Regions from separate parts of the Drosophila melanogaster genome. Here region 2 is linked to region 1. A link is a contact called in public targeted proximity ligation data. All regions are on one chromosome and are shown on one strand. The core of a region is the stretch at or near the end of the contact, and the rest is flanking DNA. Distances in the headings are between cores, read along the strand shown.

Region 1 (7,071 bases), core at 3,208-5,707:
TAAGAATTACTTGTGTCTCCCTCAGCCGCCCTCAGCAAAAGCAAAAAATTCTTTTGCCTCTTAGTCTCATTTGCGTCTTTGCATGTTATGTAATAAAAGTGAAAAAGGGAACAGTCACAAAAACGGAGGAGGGGCGAATATGTGAATGTTTGTGCGAATATCCAACAAAATTGAATCGAAGCAGTGGCTTGGTGTTTTTTACGATTTACGTGCTTTACTTTAAAAATTCTTGAATTCATTTCCTTTGCGGTCTGCGATTTAATTCTGCAATGGATTCCTTATAAAGCACATACATACACTCAGCCACTTTTTTTCCTGCCTTTCATTGGCTTTAAAATTGATAAATGTTCTTTAGGTTTCTTGGAGAAGGGTCCTCTTTGCCCGAACAAATCATTTGAGCAGCGAAAATGCATTTTGATGGGCATTAAAGCTTTTGAATCGGGCTTATCGATAAGCTCTTTTGTGCTGCCAATGGAATTATTTATGGACTCTCGATGAAAGATGTTTTCAATGGGGTCGATTCGGTTCTTAGGAAATTTATGTATGTATATAGTATGTGGCTAAACAGAAAGTTTGTTGTAAAATAAATGAGGGAGAAATAATCAAAGAAATAAAACGAAACCCTGCGCATTTAATTTGTCATAACTCTGAAATCACATTCATAGAAATGGAAAGTAATTGATTTCTTTTATTATTTCATCTAAAACAAATATCTCTTTATGTTAACTTTGATTTATTCCTACCAAGTCTCCAACCGCTTTGTTTGCCATTTCTTGGTATTCAATACCTGATGAGACCGCCGTATGATTAATGGTCTCGATAAGCTCAGATGATAAATATTTAATTATTTCATTTAACCAAAACAGAACTTGTCACATTATTTATCTGCATGACATGGCCAAACAATTTCAATTGTCACAGTATTTATTTTATTTCGTCTGCCCCATTGTTGTTGGCACAATCGACCAAATTTGTGGAAGCCATTTGATTTCAATCGTTTGCGTATCGATTTAAAATTCAATGCATTCTGCATCCGCCATCAGCCACGCCCACACTTCAACGGATGGCTCGGACGCCCCAAAAATGGATTCACAAAATCGTTTTTGGGTGATTTTTATATTCAAAAGCCATCGATGAACTGCAGCTTTTGTGTCATGTACAACATGCTGAAGTCACTGGCGTTGATGATGATGATGATGTTATCGACGATGATGATCACAATGATCAATGCTTGTCTGCGCTTTAAATTTATTAAATTCATCAGCACTGACAGTTGACAAAACAAATCGCCGCCTCAGAACGGCAGCGGCAAACAAATTGCTGGCCAAAAATGTGACAAAGTCTGATCTAAAATAAAATATGGCAATACGAAGACATGAATTCGGAGTGTACATTCAATGATGAAGTGGCTTATTGTAGTTGGTATACCCTATATGTTCGCTACTATGCAAATGAAAAGAAGTGAAAAGCACCTAAATTATGCTGAATTTTTATTAAACTTTTAATTTGGGTGCAAACAAATTTATATACAATGTGTAGCTTATATTTCCCCTCTTTCAGACATTTCAGGATGGGTTTCTTTGTTCACTTTTAAGGTGTGCAAGGGTATTTAAATCGTCGCCCAGACTTAAAGTTAACCACTCTTTATTCTTGTTTGTGAAGCTGCTGCAGCCGTCCAATCATCGACCACACGTTTGGCATATGAAATGATTTGTGCCCATTGTTCGATTGTTGGACGTGTCGGCTCCTCGGGCTTTGTGGCTTCATTGGGTTCCTGGCCCGTTCTGAATTGATTTGGCTCTGGATGCCGGTCGCCAGTTGCCGGTTGCCTGTCGTCCGCTGTCGATGGCGCGTATTGATAATTGAAATCAGGCATGAAATCGCTGCGGCCACTTGAGTTATGGCGTTTGCCTGGCGCTTTTGTTCTCGCCACACTCTCTCCGTGCAATTGGCCACCCCAAAGACATCCGACACAGTAGCCGCTGAAAATTTGCATAACAATTTGAAATTCTCGGGCAGTAACGAGAAGGATGGAGGATTCCCTGGCCCGAGTCCCCCCCCCACTACATCTGATTGATTGCTGCGAACGCTTGGGTGCTTTGATTGTAAGCAAATTCCCACTTTGGCCATAGGGCTATTTAAAAATTCCAACTTTTTTGGGCCTGCAATTAACGAGAGGAGGAATCCTTTCCTTCCTCCCGAACCTCCTTTTCATATGTGATGGAAAAAATGTTTAATGTCTTTGCAGGCACGTGGCATGTTTCTACTTTTAGTTTTATTTATTCTGTACATGTGATCGTGGGTGTGACGACTGCATATGCCTGCAGCGAAAAAACTTGACAGGTCACAAAGTGGATGAGCAGGAGCCACAAGTTGAAGACAGCTGAAAGGAGCAGTCAGGGCACAAAGTCGCCAAAGATCGCAAAAATGTGAAGGTAGTCGAAAGTAAATTTGGTTTGAGTAAACTTTATTTTGGTTTAAGTTATTTAAAAAAATTAAATGTGCATATACTCTGTTTGAATTACAATTTAAATTTGATATAAACTAAATATAACCGTCAATCTGTTGCATTACATTTAAAGGTGGTCAGTTGTTTGCCTCAACTATATCCTTGTGAGATAAAGAACACCCAAGGAAGGGTATAAACAAGGGCATTTAAGGCAACCTTCGGGCCACCAACGATGACAAGAGATGAGGACGAGGATGCCTCAGAGACAGCATCTGGCAAAGACAGTTGTTAGTTGAGTTTCCTTTATGGCTGCCATGAGGGTGGTCTGCATCGTTTCGGTTTGCCTCCGCTGCCTGTACTCAACTTTTGCAGTTGCATTTATTAGTTCTTGTGAAAATGTTTTACGCTTCAGCGGAGCAATTAGCGTTGCTTTGGTTAAACGAAACGAGCTGAGGGGAAAAATTCTGGGAAATAGGGTAGGAAAATGAAAGAAAACCCTTACTAAGAGTTGAAACAATCATTCTATGATGTGCAGCGAAATACTTTATATTTTAGAAACTTTAAATTTGAAAACTATACGGTTGCTAACAAAACTAATATTTAAGTTTATGAAGACTTCAATGTGAAACTTTTGGAGCTTTTAATAAAATGATTTTGCAGCATGTGCCTGGCAGGAATGACATATTTTGAGCGAAAACTTCCGATCGATGACTTAGCCATGGCTTCATGACACTTTTGACACTATGTATGCACTAAAAGGCATCTGGCACAGCCCCCGATAACCCGATGGAAACCCCTAGAAATCCACCATGTAGTAGTATACCAAGACCAGAGTGTTTAAAATTCTATCTACGGACCGCACAAGTGTCCGTGTTTGCATTGCCGCGCTCGTTTGTCGTCTATTTGCTTAGACATTGCGCTCGCATCGTTTGGAATCGCATCGCTTGGCCCGGCGCACATGGCGTATGCGTAACCTTGAGCTTTGTATTCCGATGATATTGCACAGGCAAGTTGCTAGCAGACCGACATCGATGATGATGATGTTTCTGCTGCTGCTGCAGAATCGGGCAGCTAACGACACGCATATGACTGCAATATGCTTGAAAAATATAACAATTATGGCTAGTTAAGAATTCCGTTCCTCTCGACATTTCCCTCCATCTCTTTTTATGGCCATGCAGTGCAATTAGTTACTTGAGTGCTGAGTACATAGTGGACTCGTAATCGATTCGAATGATTATGGACGTCTAGTTCTTCGAGGTCTCGGCGGACAGTCGATTTGCAGTAGAGTTGAAGAGATAGGCTGCAAGCAACTTAAGTTTTAAATTATACATGAATAACATATTTCTAAATAGATGAATTTTTTTTACAAATCAATAGTTAGAAAAAGCTATAATCTCTTGTTTATTTGGTTTGGTTTATTTGGATTCCTTATGGATTATCCTTGTCGTTGTGGTTTTCCTTGCGCTTTACACATTGGGATCACATACTCATTGAGCTTGCCCAAGCCAACTCTCCCCGATCGAATTGCCAGTGCCATCGCTGCGGATGCGTAATCGAATCATCGATATTGCGCATACGCAATGTAATCCACTTCCAGCTTCAACCTTGCTACTTCCACGCTAACGATCTTCCGGCTGGCATAAGTACAAAGGAAATTGGCGATAGCGAAAACAACTTCGGCAGCATCAATAACAAATAACTACAACCGGTCAGCTGCATTAATGCCAAGAATTTCTAATAGGAAATGCCGAACGAACAGAAAAATACTGAAATTGCTCCAGCAACTCGACAAAAGCAGCCAGCCATTAAAAAAAAGGCGCGACATTGCGGGGTTGGGGAGCTTAAAAAAAAGTTTTGCTTACGTGACCACAGCAGCAGCAGAAGATTTACACGTCTGACCTTGGGGGCGAAAATCTTGCTGCAATCTTCAATAATAAAATTAAATATAATTGCCGGAGGGAGACGATAGAATAGAGAGCTGCTTCCAGCACCAACACCAAATGCAACAACTACAATGGCAAATGCAAAAGCAAACTGCCAATCAAATTGTCAGTCAAGTGGAAAAGAGCAAAAACTGCAACACGAGCGGGCCAGCGAAGAAATTTCCACAAGGCGAAACTTCTCGCTCTTCCCCATCACAGAACTGAATACAACCGAATAGAATAGAACTGAACTGAACAGTATAGAATACAACCGAGAGATCGGGCAGAAAACTAACACCCCGGCCATATATTCCATATAGTATAGATGGGATGTGTGCGAAACTTGGCAAAAACAAATAGTGCAAAGACCTTGAAACGCTGCTGGGATTGGAGGCATCCGAAACAACAACAAAATGCAAAATCACCCTGGAATAACCGGCAACAACTAAGCTAAAAAAAAAAAAAAAATACGACAACAACAACAACAAGCTAAACAACAAAAATTACAAAATGCAACACGCAAACTTAGAACCGAAACGAGCGAAACAAATCGACAGGCGGATGGAACGGCAACAATGGCATCAGCCGCAGCGCGGTTAAAAATAAAGAAATAAATAAACAAAAAATACTTGCAACTACATATTTCTAAAGAAACCACTGAGAACTTTGCCTCAGCATCGACGACGAATTGGAATGACCCTTTTAACCATTGATAATCAAAAGTTTTGATAAGAAAACAGTGAAGAATTTCAGAAAAAAATATTAAATTGTATTGTAGCATTACAGCATTTATCACGACTTAAAACACGGTTTATGTTCACTTAAGCAAAGTAAAATCATAAAAAATATTTGCGTTCATAGCATTTACTTAATTAAAAAATGCATAAATCTAGCTTTTATCGTTTGTGTTTGAACAAACACAAAAAAAAAACTATTTTCTCGTTTATAAACTTGGCCGGCAAACATGACCAACACCTGCCTTTCCATCCAATGGCTAATCAAACATTAAAGCCAATTGAATATTAATCGCACTATTAGAAGCTCGTGCTTGTTAATTATTTGTTAGGGTATTTCAAGTTGACCTCAAAAGCTATCCCAAAGTTGCATTCTGCAGCGGCGGCTGCTAAGCAATTTGTAAAATGAGCGGATTGCAGATTGTGAATTCGCAGGGTGGCAGCCAGGGGATGGAAGCTGGTAAAGCAAAAGGCTTGTGGTTATGGGTTTGTACTTGGCACCAGCTCATTTCATTATCATCTTCATTAGGAGAGTGCGAGGGGTTGGGGTTCGGTGGTTGGGGGGTTGGAGGTTGCAGATGCAGCGAGGGCTGCGAGATAAGCTGAGGCGGATTCGGATTCTCCATTGCATTTCAGATTCAGAAAAGCTCCGCGCTTTTTCCATAGTCGCTGCTTTGCCGACTGCCCGTACAGTGGCCACTCGCTAAGGGATATTCGGCTACATTGTCATATTTTTCTGCCAGTTAAGTTTTCCACCCTTTTTGGTTTTTTAAACATTTAGTTTTAAATTTAAATAATAATTACATTCAAGTTTGGAAGTATTTTCGAATTTTCAAGCGAAATTTTAAATTTTCAGATACAAAATTCTGTAAAAATGAAGAATTGTTTTTGAATTCTAAGGAATCTAATAAATAAACTTAAAAAGTGCTTGCATGCTTAGCGAAATTAGAAAAACCTGCCACAGCATGTGTGCTGCTTATTAGCCACCACTGTGTTTCTGTTTTAGTTTAGCAATAACTTTTTGCTGCTGTTGTTGTGCGGAAATTTCGCAGTGCTTTTTTATATTTTATTTTTTGTTGCTCAGCAACGCCCATTTGACCGCAGTGCAAGAGTGCGAAAGAGATGGACGACGAGCGGGACGTGGAGGGCGCGATGCTGGACGGCAACTAAATCATGTGACTTTTTCCTCCGCCTTAACAGAAACGCTTTTTGTCGTCCCCTAAATGGACTTCTAAAGTGGATTTTTTTTTATGCGAGAATTTCGGTTATTAAGCAAAGTTCAGAACAATGCAGTTTTGTTGATTTGTTGCTGCCGCCGCGATGAGTTAAAGTCGCATTTTTATGGGAAAGGGGAATTTTTGAGACCGGCTTTCTTGGGTTAAGGGTTGGTGGGAACAAGGGTTGCGGCTCTGGTATTGTGGTTCGTCAAATGGAAATTGAGCTGGGAATTACCTTAACCTGAGAGGAACTGATCTATTGAAAGATTCAACTTATTAGCCATGAATTCTGGGAATTAAGCTAAAACGAGCTCTACTCTAAATGGGCTGATTATTCCAAGTTGTCAATAATGACAGGAATCTGTAGGGATTTGCATTGTTAACGAAGTGCTTTATTTATTGTTGCAAGAATTCTCATTACTTATAGTTAATTTTGTGTGGATGGTGATTTTCCGGAATAAATTTAAATTATAAATACCCATCATCAGTTGAATGTATTGTAATTACAATTTCGGGTATTTATTTAGAAAGTAGAGCTGTTAAAGCTTAAAGTCCTCTCTTGGCTAAATTAATCAAATATAAGTCCTTTATATTTGCTACTCTTTACGACTACAATGCACCGAATTATTTCAATTAAATTATTCAAAATGTTCTTATCACATAAATGCCATAAATCGATGATTTTCATACTTAATTGCTCACAGAATTCGGGCATGGAAATTGGTTTATTAACTCACAATTTCCAA
Region 2 (7,071 bases), core at 3,081-5,580, 460 kb after region 1:
TCGGTATCTCTTCGGGCCAGCGTCTATGTGTAAAAAGTCATCAACGGGGGCCAGTTTGCCCAGGCCTAGGAATCAACAACAACAACAGCAACAGCAGCAACAAAAAACAACCAACAGAGGCAAAAACAAAATACAAACGGCGGCGACTGGTTTGACGAGCTTTTTTCAATGGGCTCGCGACCAAAACCGAAAAAAAAATTACGAAAATAATAAAAAAACTATTAAAAAAAACAGCCCTACACTTGGCTTGAACTCTCCTCTGGCCAGATCTTTAGCCAGCTTCGTCCCGGGTTCAAATCCGATTCCAATTCCGACTCCAAGTGGTTATAAAAATTCGCGCTTGGCGTTTCTTATATTGCCAAAACTAAAAAAAAAGGCGAAGGAGGAATGTTAGACTTGGAGATGCTCTAAGCACGCAAGCCCCAAAAAAAAAAAAAAATAAAAAAAATCAACACACGAAAGACAAACGGATATATAGTGGTCGCCAAATATCAAAGAAATTCAAGCTCAAATTTTGAGGCAGACGAGGGGAGACAATTGTGTAAGATTGATGGGAAAGCTGAGGTCATTCATCATGCGATTCCCGTCTTGATTGGACAGTTCACAAGGCTTGATAGACGAAGGTTTCCAAATACATTTGCCACCACACATATATTTATTATCGAGGATTATCTTATAAACGTGCAAAAAGGGCAACGGAAGGCTCGAATTCGATAGGTTGCTGGGCACACAGTAGCAGATTTCCAATCAAGCTTTAATCGTGCTCAAAAGCATCTAAGGAATCCATAAGCCATGTACTTTATAATATAGAAAACATACATATGATATGCTATATCACAAAGCGATTTTCTGGGAAATCTACGTCTTATAAGGATATTTAAGGATTCAGCACAAGGAACTGGCTTGTTGAGTTATTAGCACCTTTTTTCAAATGTTCTAAATAGTAAGAAAGTATTTGAAAATACTTTAAAGAGGGGTCAAAGCTCACAGCGTTTGTGCTGCAAACGTCCAGCACTTGACTTCCCAAATTCGAGGGACTCTAGGTTCACCCAATTTTACGACTGCAGGGTATTTTAAATGCAAGACTTTAAGTGCGACTCACCTTTAAGAGGGACTGGCATTGGTATTGGTGTGCGAGTGTCTGGCTGCCAGCGGCATTGGTATGCGTGTGTATCTGTGAGTGCTGCTGCTGCTGCTGTTGCTGCATCTAAAATCTAGATGATGACGATGGAAGCGATGCTGCACATCCTGGCGGCCATCTTTTCGACTGGCTAAATTAACTTTTTGAGCCGCCTCTCACATGTTGTTTTCTCCGGCGTTGTTGCTGTTGTTGTTTGTCGATTAACACTTCGTCTGCATGGTTATATGTATATATGGATATATATGTAGGAATAAATTCGTTTAGACGTTTTTTTTTTTCAAACGGTTTTACGAGCGATTTAATATTGTTAAATTGATTTACTGCTGGCCGTGCGCACAAATCAAGTTTTTTTGGCTTTATGATTCGTCGAATACGGAATAAATAAATAAATAAAGCCAAAACTAATCGACGGAAGCCCCGAAAAAAAGCTTTTGAAAGTGGCCCACGCAGGCGGCAAATAGCAATAGTTGAGAAATGAGATAAATAATGGCAAAAAATCCAAATTAAAGTGTAATAAAAAAAAGAGGTCTAACCACTTTTTATTTTTTTTTTTTTGCCTTCCACCAGCCGAACAGCTGAAAAAACACAAAACTGTCGACGAACCTTTTGGCCATTTGCAGCCGGTTTGCAGGGGCAGAACCAATTAAAAAATAAAACCAAAAATAATACAAAAATAGTAAAGAAAACTTTACAAATCAAAAGTAAGTAGGGGTAGCGCAGAGAAAATTAAGGAAAATCCGAACCAGTTGCAAAGCGCCAGCAGCTGATCCACCGGAAAAACTGAAAAGCGCGTCTACACAACCTGAGCAAAGGACCTGCAGCCGGGCACTGAAATTCCAGGAGCAGACCGCCTGCCACGGACGTCAACTTATGTAAAGCCGACTGCCGACTGCCGACTGCGAACTTCGGCCCACATCGCGCTGTTCACCGCCCGCCCTCCTCCACCATCGATTCACATTCACATTTTCCCATTTTCCGGCATTACTGCCGAAGTAAGTGCGTGCGAGCGAGACGCCAGCAATGCAATTTTGCGGGCCAAAGTCAGGCAGTTAACCAGCAGGCTGGTCCGCTTTTTCCTCCTCTGCTGCTCCTGCTGTTTCTTCTTCTTCTTCTGCCTGCTTCCTGCTGCCTGTGGCTGGCACATCTGTGTGTGTGTGTGTGTGGCGCCTGCGCACTGAGCGCACAGCTGACGGCGGTAGGGACCAGGACCGAAGTCCTTCAACATCGGGGAGGGGCAAAAAGCTAATCTCGGAAGTTTCAAGTAAGGTATCATAAAAAATCAAGCTCTTTAGCGTTTTTGGACTTTTACTATTTTGTTTTATTCATCTTCTGGTTAAGAGAATATTCTGCTATAAGAACTTTCAAAAAATTTAAAAACAATGCAAACTATAAGATATTCAACCACAATTGTATAAGCCACGTGATTTTAACAATCACATAATGCCTAGACACACAAGTAACCAAACTTGAGGTTGACAAACTTTCAGCCACCTTATGTAACGTGTTGCTCCCCGAGATTTTGACCGCCCAAGCGTGAACCGTCCCTGTAGTCAGAGGTTTAACCTCTGTTGCTAGGCGCCCGACGCAGTCCCTCCACTGCCGACGCCGGCAGAGCTGCGCCGACTGCCGAGCCAGCTGATTTTTGTGGCAGAGCCGAGGTGCCGTGGAATGGGGATTTTCCCGAAAAGTAACGGCTCTTTCGGGAAAAACCGTTTTCCGTATTGATTTCGGGGGGCGCTGCATGTGAGCTTCCCATAAACCAAATATGCATTCTAAAACGCCCGATGAAAGGAGTAGTTAGCTGCAGTTGGAACGAAGGAGTGGGGAGGGGAATCGAATGAAAAGAAGAAGAAAACAAGTTCTGGGCGCACAGTGGGGCAAGCTTAGAACTGTAGTGACCACTGTGCGGCAGCAGTTGAGCTTCTAGTTTGCAGTAAACGCTTCGGTCTCTCTCTCTCTCTCTCTCGCTCACGCAGGAAACCTGTTTTCGAGAATCGTTTTTTATAGCTTTTGCCACTTGCCACCAGACCAGGCCAAAATAAAAAAAAAATAAACAAAAAGTATTTCACAAGTTTTGTTTGCTTGCTTCTTTGCTGTTTGTGTTGTTGTGGTTGTTGCTGCGCTTGCTAGTTGTTTCGCTTCTGTTTATCATTTACTGTTGTTGCCACCGTTTGGCGTTTACCTTTTGCACAATCTTCGTTTACATGAAAGCGGCGACGACACGCGACCAAAGGCACACACACATTCGCACCTACACCCACACACGGACGGGGAACGCGGACAGACACACGGATACGTGAACGCAGACACGAGGTAACGGTAACGGACAGAGAAAGCGAGCACGTCCACCCGCAGCAACACTCGATGAGCATCTGACGAAGTGTTGCCAGGTGACACAACTCAGAGCGTCTTAACGAGTTTATCACTAAAAAATCCGAGCATGTTAATAATGAGCGCGCGATTCAAAATGGTTGTATTTTAACGTATACTCAAATTATCACAGTAAGCGATAGGCAAATTTAAATCAGTAGATAACCATAGCAAATGGCCCTATCCAGCTTATTAGCATAGCAACAAAACAAGCTTCTGATGTAAACAGCTTATTTGTTAAATATATCAAATTTCTAATAGTTTTCATTATAAATCTAAAATATCAAATGTGGCAACACTGGTTCCATATGATAAAGGTTGCCACCAGGCGTAAAAATATTTTCGTTGAAGTGGACGAGGGCTGCAAAATAAAGTAATTTTGGCGCCTTTTTTGAATTTAAGTGTTCAAAAAAAAATTTATGTAAATGAACGAAGAAGTACACAAGCTCACAAAACAAAATGATTTTAATTTTAATTCAATTAAACAAATTCTCTTTAGAGTTTAAAATATTATTTTGCAATAGCTTAATTTAAATAACATAAATAACATTTGTATTTGCTGTATACCTTATGCGTAAGTATCAATAATGTTTAAATATGTTTAATTAGCTGAAAAGTAAGTGCTGTTGCCTAAATAAGTTTTATTTAATGAATCTAACTATTATTAATATACTATAGTGAATACGATGAGTCATTGTATCATCTCTCGTCAATATCAGTATTAACGCACACGAAAACTAACGCATTAGAAAGATTATCTCTTTTTATGATACTGGTCACTCTAAGACTGAAGTACATTTGTATATGTGGTGAGAAATCGGGTAGTTTAAAAAAAACCACCAAGCGAGTTGGACGCGTAACTCTTTGTAACGGATCTCGGAACGCCGTGGGAGTCGGAAAATCGCTGGACGCGTGTTCGTGCGTTTGCATGTGTGCGTGCGTTCGTGTGTGTGTGTGTGCTAATGTGCGAGCGGGTGAGCGAATAAAAATAAATATATATCGTCAAGTCAGGCTTAAGAAATGTGCGCTAATCAAAGAAAATGCCCCCAATTCTGGCCAATTGAGAATTGTGGCTAAACAAAAAATTCGACCGGAGTTCAAGTGAGTGCCAATTGCGGAGACAAAATGGCTGCATTTCAACGCATTTAATTTACTGGCAACACATAGCAAACGAGAGTGAGAGAGAGAAATGTAGAGAGGCAATCCGAGAAGCAACATAAAAGAGAGAGCATGAAAGAAGTACAAGACGAGGCACACGAAAATAAGTAAACATGCAAAAACATTGTTAAATTAGCCCTATTGCGAAGTTAAACTACACATAATACTATTCACGAAAACATTTTTCTGTTTAATTATTTTGAAACAGCATTGTAAACAAATCGATTTGTTGTTCTTTTGTGCCAGCAACAACAAGCGTTTTAAAAGCAACAATAATTAATTTAATGCATTTTGTTGCGTTTGCGCCGCAGCTGTCGCTCTCTCCTTTTCCGTCTTCCGTCGCTCTTTGTCGTCTCTGTTGCATCTCCCTCTCTTGCTCTCCTCTCCGCGCTTGCTCATTGCCTCTGTGTGAGTGCAAAGGCCAATAGCTGTTTTTGTTGTGATTTTATGTTTGTTTGTATTGCTAATGTTTTGGTTTTCCAACTATTCATAAACTTATTAAACAAGAAAAAACGCATACCGAACTTATGAATATAGCGTAAATAGTAAAAAACATAATTATAAAAAAAACAATAAAACAAATAAAATTGCCTATTTTTATATTTAAATAGTATATTTTTAATAATATTAAATCAATCAAAATGTCTCGCTCTTCTGCCTTCAGAAATAAACAATCCAGTGAATAAACACACAAAATCAATCAAAAAAGAAGATTTTTCTTTTTTATTTTCGCTTTTAATTTATTAACGAGAAAATATTGGAATAAAACAAAAATAAAAATATAAGAAAAGTGTACGTGACAAGAGCTCGAAAAGAAGTTGCAACAAATAGCAAAAATAATTCGTGCGTGCGAAAAAGTGCTGCGAAGTTTTATGGCCCATGCAAAAAGTGCTAAATTTGTAAATGGCATGGAAAGTGCAAAGCTCTGATTAAAAAACCCGCGAAGATTGGAGTGCGAGGTGCCGCCCAATAACGCAACCAACTACTGCCACAAGGAAATTATTAAGACCAATCAACGACCTTCGCGGAAATAAAAAAAATAAAAAATAAAACAAAAGCAAGCAGAAATTTGGTGCTAGTTCTGTTTAGTCGACAGCCATCCACGTTGGATCCCCATCGCAAATAATGTCATCAAAATGTGCTTTCAACATTGTATTCGTATCGATCATTTTCATCATCATCGTAAATGGTAAGTTCGAAAAACTAACATTGATTAACAATGTAATCTAAATGGTTTCCGTTCCTATTTCATATAATTTTTTAAATATTTTAATTTAAAAATACATAAAGCATTGGTGTTTTTTTTCTGCACTTGACTCACTGGCAACCGAAGAAACCACAACAATCGGGGCTTAAAATGAAATACAGCCGAGGGTGCTGCAAATGACGCATAGACAATAACATTGGAATAAGTGCTCAATCAGGCGGAAACAAAGTTAACATTTTCACCCAGAACCCTTCGAGCAACAAAAATAATTACGTACTTTGCCAGGATAATTGACGAGTGAAGGATATTAGGGGGAAGGGGAAGGGTATCGTTTTGAGGGTGGAACACAGAGGGTTTCTTATAATTTTAGTAGACACTTTGGGTAATTGTCTTTGGGTTTTCTCGCCTCCCTAACTATGCTGTGGGTGTATTTTGTTATTAAACAAATGGGGTTGCTTTGCATAATTAATTTAATTTCGCTATTGTCACTCCAAGCGAATTGACAGAATGATTTTCTTGTGACCCAGAGTGTTTGCTTTCAGCAATATTCTCACTTGCAGGTGCCAAGGTTTCAAACTCAACCGACTCTAATAACAATCTATATAGCCGTGAATGTACTTTTTTTACACTTAAGTTAGCTACTCATATATGTATGTATGTTCATGTAAATATACAAATTCAGATTCTACCTATTTATTTCCACAAAGCAAGTCCATTGTTGGGGCAAAAAGAGCGAAGAAGGCGAAAAGCATAAGGTATAACGTGAGTCATGAAAACCTGAGTAAAGCTCAGGGGACTCATCCATTTTTATTGTGAAATCGTTAGCTTGGGTTTAACAAAAGGGGACTTACAAAATTTTAAAACTATATACTTCGGTATGAAACACACAGTAGGAATGAAACATTTAGCTTATACATCTACATATATAAATATATATATCAGAGTTGTGCTACTTAATTTATGAATATATTGTGTTTTGTGATAAAAAAAATGTCGTTACTGCATTGAAGACCGTTTTTTCGCCACTTCAACTAATTTGTTTGCATGGCAAGATTTTCCTAAGTTCAACGTTACGAAATTCGAGGCGGGGCGAGGGATCATGACAACAACTTCCACTCTTGGCTAATTAGCCAAAGTCAAGCAACATGAACATGGGTAAAAGAGTGAGGATTGAGGGCCAAGAATCAAGCCAAGA

Evidence for each region.
Region 2: a targeted proximity ligation map of the Kc167 cell line shows a contact between it and region 1, with 9 times the contacts expected there. A contact is called at or near these places in 2 of 107 Hi-C or Micro-C datasets (both in the Kc167 cell line) and 2 of 7 datasets of targeted methods (both in the Kc167 cell line).

The regions. Positions count from the first base shown.
Region 1 is chr2L:13,085,346-13,092,416 of dm6, forward strand. lncRNA:CR44197 (long non-coding RNA:CR44197) reads left to right here and starts at 4,458. Exons shown (of 1, transcript NR_073767.1): 1 at 4,458-5,214.
Region 2 is chr2L:13,545,809-13,552,879 of dm6, forward strand. kuz (kuzbanian) reads left to right here and starts at 4,331. Exons shown (of 13, transcript NM_165047.3): 1 at 4,331-4,485; 2 at 5,334-5,858. The coding sequence starts at 5,795. It overlaps B4 (B4,), which reads right to left and starts at 3,520. Exons shown (of 7, transcript NM_001273516.1): 1 at 3,324-3,520; 2 at 1,103-1,495.